Linked DNA regions of Mus musculus: region 1 is linked to region 2. A link is a contact called in public Hi-C data. All regions are on one chromosome and are shown on one strand. Each heading gives the region's core, a stretch centred on a gene start, on an enhancer-like site or on the middle of the called end of the contact. The rest is flanking DNA. Distances are from core to core; before and after follow the strand shown.

Region 1 (2,700 bases), core at 162-2,661, 540 kb after region 2:
ATAAACACCCTAAACCATATCCCAGAAGAGGAATGGCTGAGGCCTGCTCTCCTGACCCCACACACTTGGCTCCCTCATGAGTAAACTCTTCCTATTCTGAAAAATCCATCATTTCAACAAGCGCACGTCTTTAATTCCAGCACTTAAGAGGCAGAGGCGGGCAGATCTCTGAGTTCGAGTGAGGCCGGCCTGGTTTTACAGAGCGAATTACAGGACAACCAGGACTACATGACAAACAAAATAGAAAAAGAGAGGGGGTTGGAGCTCATCTTTTTAATCCAGGCACGGTGGTGAAGACCTATAATCCCGGCATGGAAAAGGAAGAGACAGAGTGATTGCTTTTGTGTAAGATCAGCCTGGTCTACACAGTGAGTTCCAGGCACTGAGACTAATTGTAAGAATCTATCTAAGAAACAAACAAAACGCTCATTTGTTTCAATGTCTGACATCCTATGTGGTGGGCAAAAATGGGCCTGGATCTGTAACACTTGGGTCCTCCCTACTGATCTTCTAGAACTATCTGCTTGAGAGAGATGGTCAAGCCGCGTGGTCAAGCCGGTATTTGCCACTGAGCCTAATGGTCTGAGTCCATTCTCTAGAATGTACATAGAAGTAGAACTCCTGAGAAATGTCCTCTGGTCTCCATGCACCATGGCATGTGTGTGTACATGTGTACACACACACACACACACACACACACACACTCCAATCAGCTAGTCAATATATTTATAAATAGTTATTAATAATTTATAAATAAAAACCCATCTACCTGCCAAGGGAAACGGTGTAATATAATAGATCTGTTTCCTCCAGGTTGGAAATCACCACCACTACCTGGCAGCTGAGCACCTACAATATCCCACAGGACATCAAGCCTGTGAACATTCCTCCTGGAGGGCGGGGACAGGCTCAGGAGCCTCACGGGACTCACTCAGAAGGCTCCCTTAGATTCCAACTGTGACCAGGTCAGAAGAAGACAATGGACTCGGGTGTGGTTTCCTAGTGGTGAGTCGCCCATCTCCCGTAATTAACCCCAATAAACTCATCGGTCCTGGACTTGGACAGAATCCCTACACTGGTCGCTCTTTATCTGGGGTGAATAAACAAACATTTATTTACCATCTCCCCAGGAAAAGTCACACAACATCAGATTTTACAGGCATTCATGACGCCATTAGCCCTAGGTTGCTGCTGTACCAGCAGGCTCTGAGGTCCACCTAAAATGATGCCAACCTTTCGAAGATGAATAAAGGAAAACTTTGGGGGCAGACTGTATACATGCCAACCAGACCCGAATACCACCCTGGGGTTCCTGCCTTGGAGCACCTTGGAATGGCACATCTGCCCTGGGTGCCACCTCGGCTCCACTGTTCATCTGCCTCAGTCCAGAAGCGGGGTGTTGACCTCGAAAGGTCAAAGGCAAATGCAGAGCAGTGCTTTTCCCACCCCCTTGTTTATTTCTGCTCTGTTATCTCTCTCCCTTAGAGTTCTGCAAACAGACTGCACTAGAGTCCAAGGACTCTGACCTAATTCCTTATCTGCTTTTAATCAGATGAAGCCAAAAGGTAGCTCTTAGCTCTTACCACTGCCCAAGTATTCTGTCAAAGCCCTGGGAAGGGACTGCTAGTCAGTACAGGGCTAGCTCCTTGTGTCTGGGGGTGGGGGTGGGGGAATGGGATGGGAGGGCGGCTGCGTCTCGGGCCTCATCAGGGGTTACAACCCAGAATGTGATGTCACCGATGCTGCCAGAGGAAGCAGTGTTTTCTGTGAGTCACAAGTATGCCTAACTACCTCAGAGTTCTGGGGCTCCAGCTGCTGAAGGAAAGATGACAATCTACTGCTGTCACCAAAGGCAAAAGATAATAAGACAAGGTCCTGCTCACAGGGAGACTTAGTATTTCTAGCAAGGCAGAAATGGCCACGTCACACTTCATACACCTAGAATGTGTCATGATATAGACCACCTCAAAGACCTCAGCCAAATTTAAATGTGTGGGCGGACTGTGGGCAGCTACTTATATTTTACGAGGTGCCACAATTCGGGGTAATGTGAAGTATACTGGAGGATATATTTAAATTGTGTACTTCATGTTGTCAGATGTCAGCATCTGAAGATGCTCATGTCCCTTGTATAAAATGGTGTGCTGTTTGCATATGGTCTTGGGTATTTAGGGTTTACTCTTAACTAAGTCTGAATGAAGAAGGATGTGTCGATATAGGCCTCAAGGAAAAACAGCCACTTACGCAGTGACAGTCCAGGTTTCACCCGGGAGCTCTCTGCTATAACACCTGCTGATCATTACCTGCTGGCACAGACAGGTGCGGTCTACTTATCAACCCAACTGCAAGCCGGTTAATCCTGGAGACACAGCCCCCTCTAGTTCTGTAGACCTTTGTCTGTCCTGTCAGTCACCTGCCTGCCTCCTTATCAACTGGGCAGGTTCTCATTAACTAAACGAAGTCCTTAAGGCAATTCCAGAGGATTGAAAAATCCCAGAAGTATAAGGGGAAAGGCGATATCACAGTAATCTAAACTGGAGTACATTTTAACATGGCTGGAAATTAAAGATTATGGATTTTTAAATTTGAATTTAAATTTTTCATAGAATATATTTTGATCATATTCTTTCCCCTCCCTCAGGTCCTCCCTTATCTCCCTACCCACCCAACTTCATCTCTCTTCCTCTCTCTCTCTCAAGG
Region 2 (2,700 bases), core at 21-2,520:
TTCCGATAATAGTGACCCTGGAGAAGTTAAACATTCATGATTTTTTTTGACCCGAAAGGTTCTTTCTCTACCTAATTTGCTGAGAGCTGTGCTTTCCTGGTTGCTTATTGACAAACCAAATTCCTGCTACCTTTTGTTAGTTTGAACATCTCTACCAACCTAGTAGGAAGAACAAACAGGGCAAGGCTCAGACACGGTCTTTCAGCCATCGGAGCCTCAAAGGCTAGGCATGAGCCCTTGAGCAAAGCCTCCATTGAGATAAACACTGAGCCTGCTATCTAGGGTCAAACACTCATCCGCTTGCCCTGAAATCTCTTCTGTGTTCAATGGGTTTTTGACATTGCCCTTTTTAGAAACAGGGAACAAAGTCAACAGGTAAAACTCCCGCTAGGTGACTCTTCCTGTCCATCAGCAGATCTACCCTCAATGCTTGCAGCAAGATATATGTGAATAGACTTATTTTTAAAAGAAAAGGTCTTAAAAGAAAATAAATTTCAAAAATTGCCCTGCAAAAACTGACTGTGAACACAAAAATAAACTTCTATTCTTGGCTTGTATCATTGGAAAATCCAATCCTCCTAAATATGTGTTTTCTGAATTTATGGCTCATTTGTAATCAGATTTTTAAACTATATTAAGTTGACCAGGTGTAATGTGCACACCTGTGACCCCAGCCTTTTGGAAACAAGAGACAGGAGGCATGGTCAGAAGTTCAAGGTCATCATTGGCTACATAGTAAGTTTGAGGCCACCCAGGGCTAGATGAGACTCAAAAAGCAAAACAAAGCAACTGGATTCAATTTTTAAAAATGTTAAGTAACTCACTCTTGGTTTTGTTTTGTTTTGTTTTGTTTTGTTTTGTTTTTCGAGACAGGGTTCCTTTGTTATAGCCCTGGCTGTCCTGGAACTCACTTTGTAGACTAGGCTGGCCTTGAACTCAGAAATCCGCCTGCCTCTGCCTCCTAAGTGCTGGAATTAAAGGCATGCGCCACCACGCCCGGCAAGTAACTCACTCTTAAACCAAAGTCCAGCAAAAATGCAGGCTGCTCTGAGCTACATAGTTGCGGAAGCAATCACCTATCCTACCCTGACAATGTCTAAGGGCTGAGCGGAGGAGGATGTCCCCAGCACATAAAAACAATGAGCGTATTCTGGATATGGGAGGCATGCAACTCTAATCCCAGCACTTGGGAGGAAGAGGCAGGTGGATCTCTATGAGTCTGAGGCCAGCCTGGTCCACAAAGTAGCCAGAGTTACACAGTGAAACCCTGTCATTGAAAAACAAACAAAACATGATTGCATGAGTGGTGGACGGGTGCTCTGGGTCTCTGACTGTTAGTGAAGGACTGGAAGCAATTTTAAAGGTGGTTAGCAAGTCTCCCTTTGTCCACAGGAGAAGTTAACTAGTATCTCTCTCACAGCACAGTCAGAGCGAGGACTCACACTGCCTTGGGCTCTCATCGTTCACTTTGGGACACTCTTAGGAAGATTAGTTTAATCTTAGTATTTAATCTTAATACTTATGGAGTTAATTTATTATTATAATATTTTGTATTCTTGTGGATTATCTCCCCCCACCCCAAATCTTTTTGTTTCTGAATACAGGTGGTATTTCATGTCTTAAATTTGGGCCAGCAAGATGGCTCAGGGTAAGGTGCTCGCCTCCCACAAGCCTGTAGACCTGAGTCTGATCCCCACATAAAGAATCGTGTGTGAAGAAAGAACTTCAAAGTCCACTCTGACCTTCACGTATGTGCTGTGACCCAGTGCCCTCTCCACACACATACAGATAAATAAATAAATCATTAACGGAAATCTAGGAGTCTGCTGAAATGGCACTCATAATCAACGTGTGAATTTTAAATGTTTTCCCCAAAATGAATTAATGCCTATGGCTAGGCATGATGTCTCTATGGGAGAACAAACAACAACCAAACAAAACAATGAGAACCTAGCAATAAATATCAACAACAAAACCACAATAAATATTTTAAGGTATTCGAACGGTGTGGGTGGAGTTGACCAAGTTTCTTGGCTCCAGATTTTGTTCCACATTACATCTCACTAAACAAATGAAATCTGACACAAAGAAGGGCTTAAGATGGCAGGAAACAAATTTATGCCTCATACTGTACTTCTTGCCTTCTGTCGATGTGACTTCTCTTTAAGAAACAGAATGTAAAACTCTTTCACTTCCAGTCTGAGTTACTTTATGGCTCTACTTGAACACACACACATACACATGCACGAATGCAAGCATGCATGCCCATGTATGCGCATGTGCACACACATGTACACTCACAAACACAGGCACACACACTCACTCACACATGTACACACATGCACACGCATGCATGTGCACATACATACACACATCCACACATGTGTTTGCACAAGCACAGATACACACACACACACACACAGGACTGAGATAAAATGAACTGAAATGTTTTCACCTAATGGAGTCCTCAACTGTGTAAAATGCAAAATTGTAGCATGCACTTTTTCATAGTCTTTGGTGATTTTTCCCTGATGAAGGGTGAAATAAAACAATTTAAGACAAAAATGCAATTAACTATTAGACAGTAATATGAAAAGGGATGGGACAGAGCAAGGCCCCCACTGGGATTCCAAATAGTAGCATAGACTGGCATCCATGGGTCTGCTTCTGTCTCAGAGCTACTTACCTGGGTAGGTCTGC

Evidence for each region. Hi-C and Micro-C count contacts between places; a contact is called where the count stands out from the background.
Region 1: a contact with region 2 is called in a Hi-C map of liver, with 2.5 times the contacts expected there. The contact joins two enhancer-like sites. A contact is called at or near these places in 1 of 484 Hi-C or Micro-C datasets (liver), 11 of 115 datasets of contacts at active chromatin or transcription factors (embryonic stem cells, hepatocytes, liver and 1 more) and 2 of 9 other capture datasets (embryonic stem cells and liver).

Annotation. Positions count from the first base shown.
Region 1 is chr1:72,172,055-72,174,754 of GRCm38.p6, forward strand. The region is part of intron 2 of Mreg (melanoregulin); the gene reads right to left. Among named protein-coding and RNA genes, the nearest start is that of Mreg, 39 kb to the right of the region's middle. Within about 2 kb of position 1,412, at least 36 of the 459 cell types and tissues checked have an H3K27ac peak or open chromatin away from gene starts, as enhancers often do. A contact at or near this core is called in embryonic stem cells, hepatocytes and liver, where this site is marked.
Region 2 is chr1:71,634,566-71,637,265 of GRCm38.p6, forward strand. It overlaps Fn1 (fibronectin 1), which reads right to left. Exons shown (of 46, transcript NM_010233.2): 12 at 2,687-2,700. Among named protein-coding and RNA genes, the nearest start is that of Fn1, 17 kb to the right of the region's middle. Within about 2 kb of position 1,271, at least 13 of the 459 cell types and tissues checked have an H3K27ac peak or open chromatin away from gene starts, as enhancers often do. A contact at or near this core is called in embryonic stem cells, hepatocytes and liver, where this site is marked.